Regions from separate parts of the Ovis aries genome. Here region 2 is linked to region 1. Evidence: chromatin contacts called from public Hi-C data. All regions are on one chromosome and are shown on one strand. The core of a region is the stretch at or near the end of the contact, and the rest is flanking DNA. Distances in the headings are between cores, read along the strand shown. Region 1 overlaps TBC1D5 (TBC1 domain family member 5). Region 2 holds the start of TBC1D5 (TBC1 domain family member 5).

Region 1 (7,960 bases), core at 1,495-3,994:
GAAAATTCTAAGAAAATAGGATGTACTTGTTTTGTGAAAACCTGCCATATCCACAGACAAAAGGAAAACATCTGAATTAACAGAAGATTTCGTCAAGAAACTCTGTCACTGTCTTGGGGTCAAGTTTCACCAGCAGAATTATCTGTTGTGTCTTTCTGGGAAGTTTTCCTTCAGTCGTATTGTTTTGTTTTATTTATTTCAGTTTTAATGGTAGAGAATGAAATTGTTGAGATAAGTCCATCAGCAAATACGTACGGAGCGTGTGTGATTGGCATGAAGGGAAGCTGAGGAGGTGTCGCTTCTGAGGCAAGATGTGTGCACGGCAGGGGCAGCCAGGACAGAGTTCAGCAGGAGCAGACTTGTCTCAGCACTGCCTGGAATTAATGGCCAGTGAATGGCCCAGATGGAGTTTATTTTGTAATAATAATTTAGCCATCGTTAGTAGAATATTCACATACTCTTAAGTTGTATCTTAGTCATGGTGATATAAATCAATAAGGATCAATAACTTGAAGTTACTTAACAGTGTCCTAAATTTTATTTTTAATATTTCTTTCTCATTTTAGCCCATTTACCCCATATATCTTTAGGGTCTAGTCATTTTTATCCTTGAGTTCACTTGCTAATTAGAAGTATTTAAAAAATTACCCAGAGGTACTTTGGGGATATTGTATTTTTCACCTACTAACTTATATACATACTATTATAATGTTTTCATAAAAATCATTTAAGTTTCAAAAATGAGGGATTTTGCACCAAGGAAGTTGGTGGTAGATTTTGTTGTACAATAGTGTTTCAATCCATAAGCGTGGTTTGAATTCTGTGTCATGTCCATGCATTTTTAATTAATTCAACATTCATATATTTTCAGTAGTCGTCTCAGGATAAAGTTAGATTATATTTTTTTTATTCAAATGAATTTATTTTCTTCTGTCTTGATGCCTTGTAATTCATTTGGAGTTTTGTTAAAATATTTTTAGAGTGTTTGAAGTCATACTTCAACCATTTCTGTCATTTAATCTCTCACACTTCCTCTGTCTCTGTTTCTTATCTTTTGTCTGAATCCCACTGAACCTAGGACACAAACAGAACTTTATGGAAAAGCTCAAGTGAGGCGCAGGACAGTCTTAGGGAGAAAAAACGTAGCTGTGTTACTGTATAAACTTTCAAAATGTTGTCTAGCAAACTAGAACTGCTTAACAGATGTGATTACTTCATTGTTTCAAATTTATGCCAATCAGAGTTGATAGGATTTGATCACACTCTAGTAGATTTATGAGATAAATTACAATATTGCATGACACGCTTCAAATAGAAAACATCAATATAAGTTGAATATGATTTCTTGTTTAAGATAACAAGCCAGTAATTCTTTAAATCAGATGGTTGCTACTTTGAGAGAATATTGATCATTTTTTTGTGAAAATTAGCAGTATCTTTAATGTTTCCTTCATGGTGACATAAAGTGCATTAAACTTTTGTTTTCTTGCACAAGTATAATTGTAAATGGGAGGCAGCTTGTTTCTATTTAGCTGTAGATGACCTGTCATATTTCCAAAGGCCTGTGAAGAAATGAGGCTGAACTGAAATTCGACTGCAAGTAATTTTCATACAAGTTAGAAAGCTTGTCACTGTGGTTCTGATTTCTTTAGAGTCAAATTTTATTTGATACATATAAAGGCTTAAACTAGGACTATGTATGTATATTTAGATAGAAGCTTAATACCTTCTGTAAACAGAGAAAATGAGAAGGAACGTACCGGAGAAGCGATGGGTTCCCACTGGGGAGTTAGAACAGAAGAGTCGAGGCAGGCGCTGCAGCCTGCTTGCTCTAAGACAAATGATGGGACCGGTTATTCACAGCCCCCCAGGAAGAGTGTTTTTAGCTTACTTAGGAACTCTCTGTGGTGAATTCTTTCAGTCTAATTTTGAAATAAAACCTTGGAGTCTCCTGAGAACTAATGATCTGAAATTGGTACTAAGCCAAATCACTTGTCAAAAGAGGATAGAATTTTTAGTGTTTTAGATTGGAATTTAAAAATTTTTTAATATGAAGACCAACCAAAGCCATGATTTTTAAAAAGGTAGACCCTCATGTTTCAGGTAAAACATTGTAAAATTCTCTTACTTTTTTTGGAAACAAATTATGTACATTATGTCTTAAATTTAAAATATATAAGAAATCATTTAAATAGTCACAGAAATACAGACGATAAATAGAACTGGCAACCTTGTGTTGATATTTACCATGCAGAATTCATATGCTAATGTTTACTGTATATATTTGTAAAAAACGTTTTAAAGTTCTTCCTTTCCCAGAGATAACCACCATCCTGGAATTGGTTTATATCTTTCCTGTCCATGCTTTTAGGCTAGCATTTGTGTGTTCATTAAGTGTTCTTACTAAACTGAAATATTCTGTAAGTCTTTATGCAGTTTGCCTTTTAATCTTTTTTTACCCAACATTGTTTCTGAGCTGTTCTTTGCCTTTGAAACATCTAGTTTATTGATTTTAATTGCTCTTTAATATTCCATGGCAGCACAACATCGGTACCACAGCTTGGGTTTCTCTCTTTGGATGGGTGTTTTGAAGCCTCACGAAACTTGGCCCAGATATTCCACAGATATCCCTGTTGCTCGGCAGGCCTCCTCCGACAGGCTGCCATCGGCTCTTGGGCCACAGTGTCCCAGAGCGGGCGTGAGGCAGCGTCCTCGCCATGTGGCGCCGGCAGGCTGTGCAGCGCTCCCCCTTTCCTTGCTGAGGGCCCTCTGCTGTTTAAAACCGACGGCACTGCTGGCCACCGTGTCCTGCTGCTCCGTTTCAAAATGTCCTCCTGTCCCCCTTACCCCTATGAGAAAACACAGTATCTCTAGTGTGTCTTTTTGATATTTGTTTTAAAAAGATGCCTTTTATTTTCCAGTTTCAACATTTTTATTTTATTTTACCCTGTGGGAGGCTAGGACCTCTGCCATCTGAGGGTTTATTTTGCCATAGCAACAAGTGCACTGGTCTGTGTGTAAATATGACGTGGTTTGACTTGATGTAAACAATACGCTTTTGTGCCTAGGTAATTATATAATTGTTTCAGTTAATGACAGTAAAGTATTGAGTCTTGAAAATGATGCGCTCTTGTTTGTGAACATTTTTGAGTTTTTAAGAAATTATTTGAAAATTTTATCTAAATTCCATTCTTTTCCACATTTATAATTTTCATTAGTTGGACTTACTTTAATGCATTTCATATTTTGGTGGAAGACATATATTCAGACATATACAAAGCCTTGTATTGCACATTAAAATTTGAATTGTGGTTCTCTCTCAAACTACTGAAGAGAAAGCTAATACTCTGTGAAATTCCTTGTGCGTCCACCAGCTTGATGTGCTTCATAGAATGCCAGATATTAGAATATTAATGTTATTAACCCTTTCACTGAGAGTAATTCTTGGAATAAAAAAGAATTAGGTCCATATCACTTCTTGCCTATCAGTAGTTTCAGAAAGCTGAAAAATGTTTATGCTGTGCAATAAACAGATGCTGCTCTAACAATGTAATACATTATGTACCAAAAAATGATCTCTCTTTTAATCATAGATACTGATTTAATGAGACTAGACTAGCGTACATCAAAAGTGGATTTAAGATGTAATTTTTTTTTGTTTTCTATGTTTTTTCTACATAATTAATGGACATACCTTTTACCGTCATTGTCAAAAATTTTGGAGTATTTATTTCTTTGATTTTTGCCTGTGTTTTCTTTTATGAATTTCAAGGGGTATGTAGTTGTCTTATAAACTCATTCAAGATAGCTACTAAAATATTTTAAAGAAGCTGCCCTGTATTAAGTCTAATTTGCATGAAAAAAAATCCCGTGTGTTCATGTTTTAAAGTTTCAACCTTTTTTTGAGGGAGAACTGTGTACTTTCCATCACTTAGGGGTGTCTTAGGGGACGCAGTAATTAGCGAATGCTCTGTGCTCATGGTTGGCGGTCTCCAGTGGCGGTGTGCTTAGGTGGCTGCCCAGGTCTGCCGTCCAGCGTCCCTGGAGCCGCCCTCAGCGGGAAGAGCTCTCTCCCGGGCTCTGCTTTCCTTTCCTCTTCTCTTGCCTTTATTCCCTCCAGCTCCCCTGCAGTTGCTGACTTTGAGCCCTGAGACTCTTCTTCACTGGACTGTACATTTTGACTGACAAATCTGCCTTTTCAGATGGTCAGATAGTTCTGTATTTGGAAAAATATTCCTATCGTATGTTTTATTCCACTGAACCCAGCAGAGTTAAATGCAGTTTGGATGCATAGGGAAGAATTAATGATTGGAAGATACAGAGTTGGTAAATTATTTATTCTGGCCCCGAGGAAGCTGAAGAGCTGAGTGAAAGACTAATAAATCATTTGTGGTGGTGCTGGCTGTCACTTCCAATTATTTTGGACGGTTCTGTGATAAACGGCAGCACCTGCTAGATGTGTGCACGCCTCCCTTGATGCTGGGGCTGCGGTTTGTTTAGTCCATGGGCAGAGGCAAGTTTGTGCAAAGTTTATCAGTTTGGAAAGGAAATGACTTTTTTTAAAGTCAGCTTTGTTGCCGTTTTTTGTTGTTTCCAGTGCCATAGAATGGTTCCTGTGACGTGGCAAGGAAACTGGAACTTACCTTCCACTGTTGCCAGGGATACTGTCTTTATTTTTTGTGAAATATTTGAAGAATTGAGCTTCTTTATTATTCTCAGGCTTAAAAAAACAACAACAAAGAAAACTGCTTCTACTGAGATGATTAGCATGCTAGAGATCAAATCACTGTTTTGATACAGTACCTTTTAACAGAGTACCACTCTTGCCATTTGACCGGCCCCCTTTCATCATTCTTGGTTTTTAGTGGCCTGGGTTTTGAAAAGCACCCCTGAAAGGTTGTGAGGGTCTTCCTTGCACTGTTCCCTGCAAGCTGCTGAGATCCTTGAAGCCGTAAAAAGACCTAGCAGGAAAGCTTATCTAGACTGGCCTGGTTCTAACATCATAAAATAGGGCTACTGTAATAAAACTCCTTCAGAAATAAATTATACACATCATTTAATGGGCATGCTTCATGCTTAGAATTATGGTCAATTCTTCTTTCTCCATCAGAGTTTAATAATTATTTATGTTCAAACCCAGAACATGAAATTTGTTTATAAAATACATCAGAGTCACTTTGTTTTCACTCAGATTTTCAGCTTTAACATAAACATACGGGATTTTTGAGGGGATCCTTAGGATTGTGTACGAAGAAAGAATCTTGATAAGTTGTATTCATTCAGTCACCTTTTTACTCACTTATTTGTCTTCACAGACATTTATTAAGCCGATGTGTGCCTGTTCTCTGAGAGCAACTACTCCTCCTATTAGGTCACACTGATTGTTTTCTAGAACTTATTAGTACAGGCCATATACCATTTTAAGCATTTTACAGGTACTTTAATACAACAATCTTGTGATGGTAAATAACTGTTCTTTCATTTATTTTGGGCTTCCCCTGCAGCTCAGATGGCAAAGAATCAGCCTGCAGTGCCGGAGACCTGGGTTTGATCCCTGGGTTGGGAAGATTCCCCTGGAGAAGGGAAAGGCTGCCCACTCCAGTATTCTGGCCTGGAGAATTCCATGCGCTGTGTATAATCCATGGGGTCTAAAAGAGCTGGACATGACTGAGTGACTTTCACTTTCACTTTGTGCTTGTTTTACGAAGGATCCTATAGAATGCTAAGGAAATAGTGATTTCCCTTTTTCTTAGAGTCTATAGACTCTAAGGAGGTAGGTTTATGTTACATCTTAATTAGGTTTAGAATTTCAATCCAGATAGTGCAGTGAAGGTCACTTAGTCATGTCCCATGGACCCATGGACCATACAGTCCTTGGAATTCTCCAGGCCAGAACACTGGAGTGGGTAGCCTTTGTCTTCTCCAGGGGATCTTCCCAACCCAGGGATCGAACCCAGGGCTCTCTCATTACAGGGAGATTCTTTACCAGCTGAGCCACCAGGGAAGCCCAAGAATCCTGGAGTGGGTAGCCTATCCCTTCTCCAGGGGATCTTCCCGACCCCAGGATCGAACCCAGGTCTCTTGCATTGCAGGCAGATTCTTTATCAGTTGAGCTGCTAGGGAAGGTGGTGGTGGTTTAGTCAGTTAAGTCGTGTCCGACTCTTGCGACCCCATGGACTGTAGCCCGCCAGGCTCCGCTGTCCATGGGATTCTCCAGGCAAGAATCCTGGAGTGGGTTGCCATCTCCTTCTCCAGGGGGTCTCCCCGACACCAACTATCATTTATTGAACATTTAGTTTTATGTTTGGTGTTCTATACATTATTTCATTTGTTAACAAACCTTGGTAGTTAAACATCATTCTGTGCTTGGTTACGATGGAGAAATTGAACCTTGAAGAGACTAGTCCGCTTGTGCTCAGCTAAGCAGCTTGGAGGTGGAAGAACTGGGATTTGAATCAAGATCTGATTGCCTCCATGCTCTATTTTTGGGTTACGAACACTACTTCCTGCAGTTTGTTGATGTGGCCTGTGAAAGACGGTTTGTAACCTTTTCTCATTGACTTTAGTCAAATTCATTTTGACCAGGAGGTTTTCCTTCTAACGTCATTCAGTTGAAAACCGTTAAGAGTCTTTGAAAGAGTATTAACAGGAGAGTATTAGTTTCATCTTGTAGGGAGATTAACAGACTAGATGTAACATAATTGTGTATTATTTCAGTTATCCTGTATATTTCATGATGCTTCACAAATGAATTTCAGTTGGACTTGAATTTCAGGCTACCATGGGATGCTACTAATTTAAATACAGTCTATAGCGTAGAGCATAAAATCAAGGAATAAAAAAGTCAAACTAGAATCTCGAAAAGCTAAGCTGGTCTTAAAATATGTAAATGTTTATTGAACTCTCTTGATGTTGTGCCTCTGGAAGCGAGTCGCTACTCATACACGTTTCTTTTCCTGTGCTCTGAGGCATGTGGAGGTTTAAGATGCGTGTAGTTTTTCACTGAAATGCCTTTATGAGGTAACAGGTAGATTAAAATAATAAGTGGAATGTTGTGACTTTTAATACAACTCAATGCAGTTTGTCAAAGTCCTTTATTTATATGGAGTATTACTCGAGTAGCAAAGTTTTAGTGAATGGGAGACTGAAATAAAAGTCAATGGTTTATTAAGTTTCATTAAGTATTTTTGTGTTACTTTAAGTAAAATATCCCTGCAGACAACTTAGTGTCACTTAGTAATTGTTTAAAAAGAAACTCAGACTAATCAGTTATTAGAGGGTTCATCCTCAAACCTAGATTAAAGACAACCTAATAATTATTATTTGCAGATTCATCATATCAAAATAATTTTTCTTAATGGATTTTCAAAAGTGCCTTATAAGGAGAAACATTACTTCCAAATCAATAGCTCTTTCAAAAAGGAGGGCTTAATAAATTAAGAAATCTTTAATGTGTCCTTTAGATCCCTTATGTATTATTTAATATAAATAAAATACTTGTTATTTTTCTGTTATTCAAGTGTTTTGACATAGTGTTTCATTTAATGCTGCTGCTGCGAAGTGTTCAGTTATTGTTCAGAATATGGTGTTAAACATTTCACTGTCTCTTTTTTATCAGAAGGACAATATGCTACAGAAAAATTGCAGAGAATTACAGAAAAATTGGAAAATAAAAAGTACACACAATCCCACCCCATAGAAACAACCAGCAGAACCTTTCCTTTTTGAAGGAAGATTATGGAGCTAATGATTCTTCCCAGATCTAAAGATGTCTTTAGATCTGTCCCCTTGCATCATGATTAATCAATGAAAATGCACTCTGTTCAGATTTGTCAAGTAAACCTAATTTGAAGGGTATTTTGGCTACATTGGTTTCTATGTACAATATTAAAATATTAAAAACTGCGAAAGAAATACTAATTTATTGGAAGGTTTATAATTCAGAGTAGCATGGGAAATT
Region 2 (7,960 bases), core at 1,970-4,469, 84 kb before region 1:
TTCTGAAAGGAAGAATTCTATAGGAGATTGTTACAAGGAGTGTGGGGGAATGTGAACACCAGGTTTAAGGAACTTTGTGAAAGATAAGCCTTGCTAGTGCAGTGAATTGGTAGTAGTTAAAATAAAACTAGGCTTGCTTAACTCTTTCAGGCCTGCTGATGCTGTTTCTCCAGACTGTTCATTGTTTCCTTATTTTCCTTGTTTATCAGAAAAGTCTCATTTCTAGTTTAGAAAAAGTCTCATTTCTATTTTTGCTGCAACAGCATGACGTGTGTCTTCCTGTTTGTCCTCAGAGACTAGAAATGGTTTCTAGCCTGATCAGACCCTAACTGATGAGATGGCCTACACCATTGGGTTTTAACAATTTTAGCTATGCACAAAGACTAACTCAGTTCAGTTCAGTTCAGTTCAGTTGCTCAGTCGTGTCCGACTCTTTGTGACCCCATGAATCACAGCACGCCAGGCCTCCCTGTCCATCACCAACTCCTGGAGTTCACCCAAACTCATGTCCATTGAGTTCGTGATGCCATCCAGCCATCTCATCCTCTGTCATCCCCTTCTCCTCCTGCCTCTAATCCCTCGCAGCATTGGAGTTTCAGCTTTAGCATCAGTCCTTCCAAAGAACACCCAGGACTGATTTCCTTTAGAATGGACTGGTTGGATCTCCTTTAACTGCCTTTTAATCCCAATTCTCAGTTCTCTCAGAAAAGGGAAACGATTGGCTTTGTTCGTTTCAGGTTCTTGATGGGGATTTGAGGTGGGGAGAAGGGAGAAGTGATTGAAGGTTGGTTGGAAATATTTATTATGAACTACATGAACAGCCTCCCTAGTATCTGCTATAGGAACACATGGGGAGGGGGAGACTCAAATGGCCCATGTTTAGTAATTTTTATTACTAATATAACAATCTTTATTATATTCTCAATTTTCTTTGTAGTCAAAATAACTGTTAATCTTTCTTATATTCTTAGTAGCGAAAGGCTTTAAGCATGTTGTTACCCCTACCTGGGGTTAGCTGCCTTCTAACAAGGGGTCTGGGAGATGGAAAGGATTTGAAAAAAATGTAAGGTACCAGAGAATGAGAGAAGTTAGACTTTTCTGAGATGATTCGTTATCTCTGACCTGTAGCTCTAGCCTGAGGGTGGGCCAGGAGAAATCCTAGAATGGGGGTGGGTTTCAGTTCAGGCCCTCAGGGAGGGAGACACCAAGATGGGAGTGGGTGTACAAAAGTTGGAGAGACTAACAGTGAAGGACCAAAGGAAGGAAGCAGGGGCAGCGGGAGAGACCACGATGATGCAGGTAGGACACCTGTGCAAGTTCTAGAGGAAGGAAGGGAAGCTTAATTAAGGAAGCCCCAAGACTACAGGCGGTTCTGAGACAATTTGTCCAGACCCATGGGGAATCCTGGAGCCAAAGCCACCCATTAGAAGACCCCTGCCTGAGTTGCCCTGCTGTGCAGTCAGTGACTGACAGGGGGAGCGTGGTCTCATAAACACAATGAGGGGTCCGAGGGCAGAGAGAGTCTTATCTAAGTCATACAGGGGAAGGATTGTTCTTTGCCATAAGGCATTTCCCAGAATACCAACAGGTGGGGGGATTTCCTAATAGTCTCTGTTTTCCCTGAGTACAGGTTCTGGTAAATTTCAATGTTGTCACTGCAAAGCCTGTTTTTAAGGCCTAGACTTGGAACAGATTTTTTTTTTTTAATTGTTGAAAGCAGTGACAAGTCCAGCCCAGATCCAAGAGGAGATTACACAAGAGCATGACTCCTAGGGAGGCATGGTTCTGTGTAGGCCACCAAAATAACAGTGTTCCTCAGATTCTGAACCTTGGACTAGATACAGCGAAATGTTACTGGCATATCTGAGGTGGCAGCTGCAATTGTTGGGTGGGATCCATCCACAGGTGTATCCACTGGTAGGTGCAGAGAAGAGCCCATCAACATTGCAAACCCATGAGAGGAGGCTGTGCTTTTCCTGCTTCTCAGAAGCCCTTGTTAACACTGTTTCATGCATGTGTAGGTATGTAGGTATGTGTTCAGTTGCTCAGTCGTGTCTGACTCCTTGCAACCCCATGAAGCCCTCCAGGCTTCTCTGCCCATGGAATTTTCCAGGCAAGAATACTGGAGTGGGTTGCCATATCTTATTTGATCAACATTTATCCCAACAGGGGTTCTGTTGCTGAACATCACCTCAATATTCACTGGTTTAACAGTAATGATGACTCATCTAGCCAGAGCTACCAGTTAGTTTTTACATTTTATTTAGTTTTTCCTGATTAAATCTGGCACAAGGAACTCACTTAACCTGTACTGCTTCGACAACCAAATGCGCTGACAGTGAGGGGCTCCCCTTAAGGGGAGCGTCTGTCAGTTCTCCAACAAAGGTCTTCCACCAGGGACCTTCCTCTAAGCCAGCTAACCTTTGGAAATCTGACCTTTTCCTGCCTTGGTTTTCAGGACTCAACACTATCAATTTCCATTAGGCTCTTTGTGAAGATATGTAATAAAATACCATAAATCTCTGTAACTAGGTGAAGCATTTAGCACCCTAATGAGCAATACCGTTCCAAGCCTTTTCATTCAAAGGCTTTCAAATTGGGCAAACAAGCAAACAGCATCCCGCTGTTTAAATCTTGACTAAAAGCAAGTGGAGGACAACAAAGCACAGGATTCACAGTCAGTCCTCAAGCCTTTGCGGAGATATCACAATGTTAGAGACGTATACTGCCCTAAGTTATGAGGTAACATAAAATCCAAGCCTACTACTGTGGTTTGTAAAAAAAAAATAACGCGTATTATTTCTCTATGGGTTATTCTAAAGTGAGCAGTGAAGTGAAAGTCGCTCAGTCGTGTCCGACTCTTGAGACCCGAAGGCCTGCAGCCCGCCAGGCTCCTCTGTCCATGGGATTCTCCAGGCCAGAACACTGGAGTGGGTAGGCTTCCCCTTCTTCAGGGGATCTTCCTGACCCAGGGATGGTACCCAGGTCTCCGGCATTGCAGGCGGATTCTTCACCAGCTGAGCCACCAGGGAAGCCCCATACTAAAGTAGGTATGCACAGACTACTAATGGCTCGCAAAGCAGAGTAGGGTACATCTCAGAGAGGAAGCGACAGAGCAGCTGGGTATTGAAGCATGACTAGGAGTCCACTCAGCTACAACAAGGCCCTGTCACAGGACACAGGAAATGCAAATTCTCAGGCAGGAGGGCCAGCCTTTCAGACGGCCTCACCCTGGGAAGGTGGTGGTGAGCAAGATGGCCTGACAGCCCGGGGGAGGATTCTCAGCCTCCCGCTGCGCGCCAGCAGACCGCGGCCGGAGGTGTGGAAGATAAAAGGGTAAAAGGGGGCAAGAGAAAGGGGACAAAAAAACGAAACGAGTCCTCCCGCGCACGCGCGCCGGCAGCCGCGGCGGACGGCTCAGCCCGCGGATCCCGCTCAGCCTCGCGTCGCGCGCGCGCAGAGTGCAGGCCCGGCGGGCGCATGCGCACTAGAGCGCGGGCGCCCGCGCCGCGGGGTGCTGAGAGGTGGAGCGCGCCGAGGGCGCGCGGCGGGGGGCGGCCGCCGTTACGGCGCGGGCGTGGTCACGTGGCTGCCGGCCCCCGCCGCCGCCCCCACCCCCCCGCCCTGTTCCCTCTCTGGTCGGGTCAGGCGCGGCCAGTCCCGCGAGCTCCCGGCAGAGGCTGAGGGAGAGAGAGAGAGAGGGGAGGACTCAGGGCGTAGGAGCCGGGGAGCCCTCCCGCGCCACAGGTAACGCCAAAGGACGACGGCGCTGACGGCCGTAAAGCAGCTCGGGCGCCCTGAGCGCCTCCGCCCTCCTCCAGTGCAGCCCCCGCGGGCAGTCGCTCCCGCCCGGCCTCCCCTCAGCGTCTCCGGACGCGTCCCGCCCCGCCCCGCGCCGCCGCCTTCCCCCGGGCGGGCCTGAGGTGTCGCCGCCGCGACGGGGCCTCGCAGCGCCCCCCGCGTGTGCGTGTTCCGGGCGGGGGGCGGGGGGCGGGGGACGGGGCTCCCTGGCCCCGGGGCGGCGGGGCTGAGGCGCTGCCCCGCGGCCTGCCGCCCGCCTCCCCGCCCGGTGGGGTCTCGGGTGCGGCCGGGCTGAGCGCCGCGGCCGAGCCGGGCTCCACTTCCTCCTTGGTCCATTTCCTGGTACCTTAAAGGTCCCTTCGCGGCCGGAAGCCAGACGGGCTCGGAGCCCCCAAACCTTGTAAAATGCATTCTCCAGAAGAGAGGAGAGCTTCCCCCCTACCCTCCCACCTCAGGAGGGAAACGTGAGCTTGTTTGAGTACGACTTAAGTTTCCTTCACCTGTAGGAACATGCAAGTTGAGGCCTTTCAGGATGTGAGAAACATTGCAGAAGGTGAACACTGATTTTTTTTTTTCTTTTTTGGTAACACCCCATCCCACCCACCTCCTGTTTCCTGGAGAAAGGAGCTCAAACCTCTACAACAATTTCTTGATTCTACAGGTGACCTAAAATTTGTTCAGTACTAGCTATTAAATAGTTTCGATTGCAGGATATATGTTTAAAGTTCACATCTTTTTAGATTTTTGGTGGGGAATAATTTTCTGGAAAGTTTAGCCAACTCCAAATTCTAAATACTGAAATTTTAGAATGCGGGTTGCACAACTTTGGGCCAGACGGTGGTTGTATTTCTAGACCTAATCATTCTTTTTTATTCTTTGTCCCTCAGTATACAGCCCCAATATATTATCGTGTAGTCACTATATAATAATATGAACATGCCGCTGTTTGTACACAGATACTGACTTAGCATTAAGTGTAGGCATTGTTGAAAGTAAACTTTTGAGCACGTTTGATACCAGTGATAAAGAATTTAATTTATGTACTAATTGTCTTAAGGAACTTTTCTGATTCCATGTCTTGGTAGTTTTCATATTTTATCTCTAAATTCGGTTGTAAACTGGAGCATTTTTCTACAGCTATTTGCTGTAGAGTCCTGTAGAGCAGTTCTTCTCAAACTTTATAATGTGTCTGGGAATCCCTTGAGGCTCCTGTTTGAAAATGCAGATTCTGATTCAGTAGATCTGTGTTGCAGCTTGATATTTTATGTTTCTTATAAACTACTTCCGGCTGGAGGAGGAACCATTCTTGAGTAGCAAGGGTGTATATTACTTGTTTGCTAAGAAATGAAATAAATCAATGAATAAGTGCCTTTTAGTAATTCACTTTTGGTGTAGAGGTGGCTTGAGGTAAGAGACAAATGGCAGGATGAACTGAGAGAGCTTGCTTTGGGAAATCCCTTTGCAGAAAAGCCAAGTCCAGGTCCCAGGGGAGGGGATGGCAGAACTGGGAGCGCTCCCTCGACTAGGAGGAGTGCAGGCACCGTCTGGGCATGCTGTGCTGCCCGCCCCGCCGGGCCTGCACATGTTCCACGGAAGAAGTCCACTTGCTCAGCAGTGGGTCGGTGGATTTTTAATCAACATATAGACTGCATCATACTCTTTGGGATAAAAGTTTCTTTTATTGGTGAGCGAAATGAGTGGGTGCTCCTTTTGTCACTTACTCAAGTGCAGCCTCAGCTGAGTAACACGTGCCTGAGCCTTGGAAGCAAACTTGTGAAAAACTTGGAGTCTCCACCTGTTGATTTTCCCTAAATATTAAAAAAATGAAATTGAAAAGTTTACATTAAAAAAGTAATTGAAAAATCATAGTTGTCACAGGTAACTTCATATAGTTTATATACATAAAAATGGTTCTTGAAGTGAAGTCGCTCAGTCGTGTCTGATTCTTTGCGACCCCATGGACTGTAGCCTATCAGGCTCCTCTGTCCATGGGATTTTCCAGGCAAGAGTGCTGGAGTGGATTGCCATTAAAAATGGTTCTTAAGTTTAGAAAAACTTTATGGAAGTATAACATCAACTACTTTTAGCACTGTGATTTTTACAGTTTTCAGTCTCGTCCTTACTTTACTGTTATTTCTTGTTAAATATTATGACAGTACTTTTTTTCCTCCCAGTTTTATTGACATAATTGATAAACAGCATGTAAAGAATATGCCTGCAATGTGGAAGACTTGGGTTCCATCCCTGGGTTGGGAAGATCCCCTGGAGGAGGGCATGGCAACCTACTCCAGTATTCCTTCCTGGAGAATCCCATGGACAGAGGAGCCTGGTGGGTTACAGTCCATGATGTTACAAAGAGTCAGACATGACTGAGTGACTAACACATTATATAGATTTAAGGTGTAATGCATAATGATTTGACTTACGTCATGAAGTGATTATTACAATGTTTCTTGAACATACATCATCTCATATAGATATTAAAGAAATAGAAAAAAAATTTTTTTGCTTGTAATGAGACCTGTTAGGATTTATTCTCAACAGCTTTCCTGTATAACGTAAAACAGTGTTAACTATATTTATCATGTTGTATGTTATAGCCCTAGTACTTATTTATCTTATAACTGGATGTTTGTACCTTTTGTCTGTCTTTTGTCTGTCCAATTCCCCCGTCCCTCTACTCCTGGCTCTGTTAACCACAAAGCTTGATCTCTCTTTCTGTAAATTTATTTTTTAAGTATAATTGACCTACGACACTGTTGTTACCTATTACACAACATCTAGTTGCAATATGTCACCTGACAAAGATATTACATAGTTATTAACTAACTATATTGCTCACACTGTTCATTTAAATGATTTTGCACCTGGAAGCTTGTACCTCTTAATCTCTCTCCCTGTCTCATTCCTCTTCCCACCTCCCTTGGCCACCACCTATTTGTTCTCTGTATGTATATACCTCTGTTTTGATTTTGTTAAAAATCAAATGTTTGCTCATTTGATTTTATTAGGTTTTGGTCATTTGTTTTTTAGATTTCACATTATAAGTGAAATCATGCAGTATTTGTCTTTCTCTGACTCATTTCACTTAGTATAATACTTTTCAGGTTATTTTGAATGGCAAGATTCCTTTTCATGGCTCAGTAATATTCCATTAGTGTTTTTGTTTTCTTCAGATAAATATCCTGGAGTGGAATTGCTGGATCTTTGGTACCTTTAATTTTTTGGATTCCTCAAGGGTTCCTTTTTTTCCACATCCTCACTGACACTTGTTACTTGTTGTCTTTTTGATCATAGCCGTTCTGACTGATGTGAGGAGATATTTCAGTGTAGTTTTGCTTTGTGTTTCTCTAATGATTAGTGATGTTGAACATGTTTTCATTTCCCTCTTGAATGTATCATCTTTGGAAAAAATATCCGTTGAGATCTTGTGTACATGTTTGAGTCAGGTTGTTTGCTTTTAGATACTGAATTGTATGGGCTCTTTTTAAGTTTTGGGTATTACACCCTGTATCAGATACATGATTTAGAAATATCTCCTATTCATTAGGCAACATTTTCATTTTATTAATAAATGTAATTTTGCCCCTCCTACCATCTTGTTTGGGCTTCTCCATTGTCCTTGGACATGAGGTATCTTTTTTTGGTGGGATCCAACATTCTCCTGTTGATGGTTGCTCAGTGGTTAGTTACAATTTTGGAGTTCTCACAGGAGAAGATGAGCCCGTACCCCTTCCACCATCTTGGTAGCTCTGACTTGTCTGACAGCTAGAGTGGTGGTATAGACCAAGAAGAGGAGGATGTAATAGAGGAAACTCTGGAAGACTGGTGTACTGGCATGGCAATCTTCTGACAGATACTTGCTGGTCAAGCTAATCCCACAGATAAGGAGGGATAACACCTGGCCTAGAACCACAGAGATTATCACCCCCTGCTCAGCACTTTGCGGCTCCTCTGGCGCACGCTGGCCAGGAGTGAGGCAGACAGGCTCCGGCTGCTCTGCCGCTTCCCTCGGCCAGCAGGTGCTCAACAGTGGTCACCTCATGGTTCACTGAGGACCATCTTCACAGATGCGCGGTGTGGTGGTGATAAGAACGTCTGTGCCGGGGAACTGCGTGGAGGACCCGGTCCGGCAGCCATGGACTGGAGAGGCGGTGCT

What was found. A called contact is a pair of places that touch in the nucleus more often than the background predicts.
Region 2: a Hi-C map of hypothalamus shows a contact between it and region 1, with 2.0 times the contacts expected there. The contact joins the promoter of TBC1D5 here to the enhancer-like site in region 1. A contact is called at or near these places in 2 of 16 Hi-C or Micro-C datasets (hypothalamus and muscle).

Annotation. Positions count from the first base shown.
Region 1 is chr1:275,628,220-275,636,179 of ARS-UI_Ramb_v3.0, reverse strand. It overlaps TBC1D5 (TBC1 domain family member 5), which reads left to right. Exons shown (of 24, transcript XM_060396797.1): 2 at 1-7,960. Among named protein-coding and RNA genes, the nearest start is that of TBC1D5, 85 kb to the left of the region's middle. Within about 2 kb of position 2,744, at least 12 of the 54 cell types and tissues checked have an H3K27ac peak or open chromatin away from gene starts, as enhancers often do. A contact at or near this core is called in hypothalamus, where this site is marked.
Region 2 is chr1:275,712,925-275,720,884 of ARS-UI_Ramb_v3.0, reverse strand. TBC1D5 (TBC1 domain family member 5) reads left to right here and starts at 3,219. Exons shown (of 24, transcript XM_060396797.1): 1 at 3,219-3,336.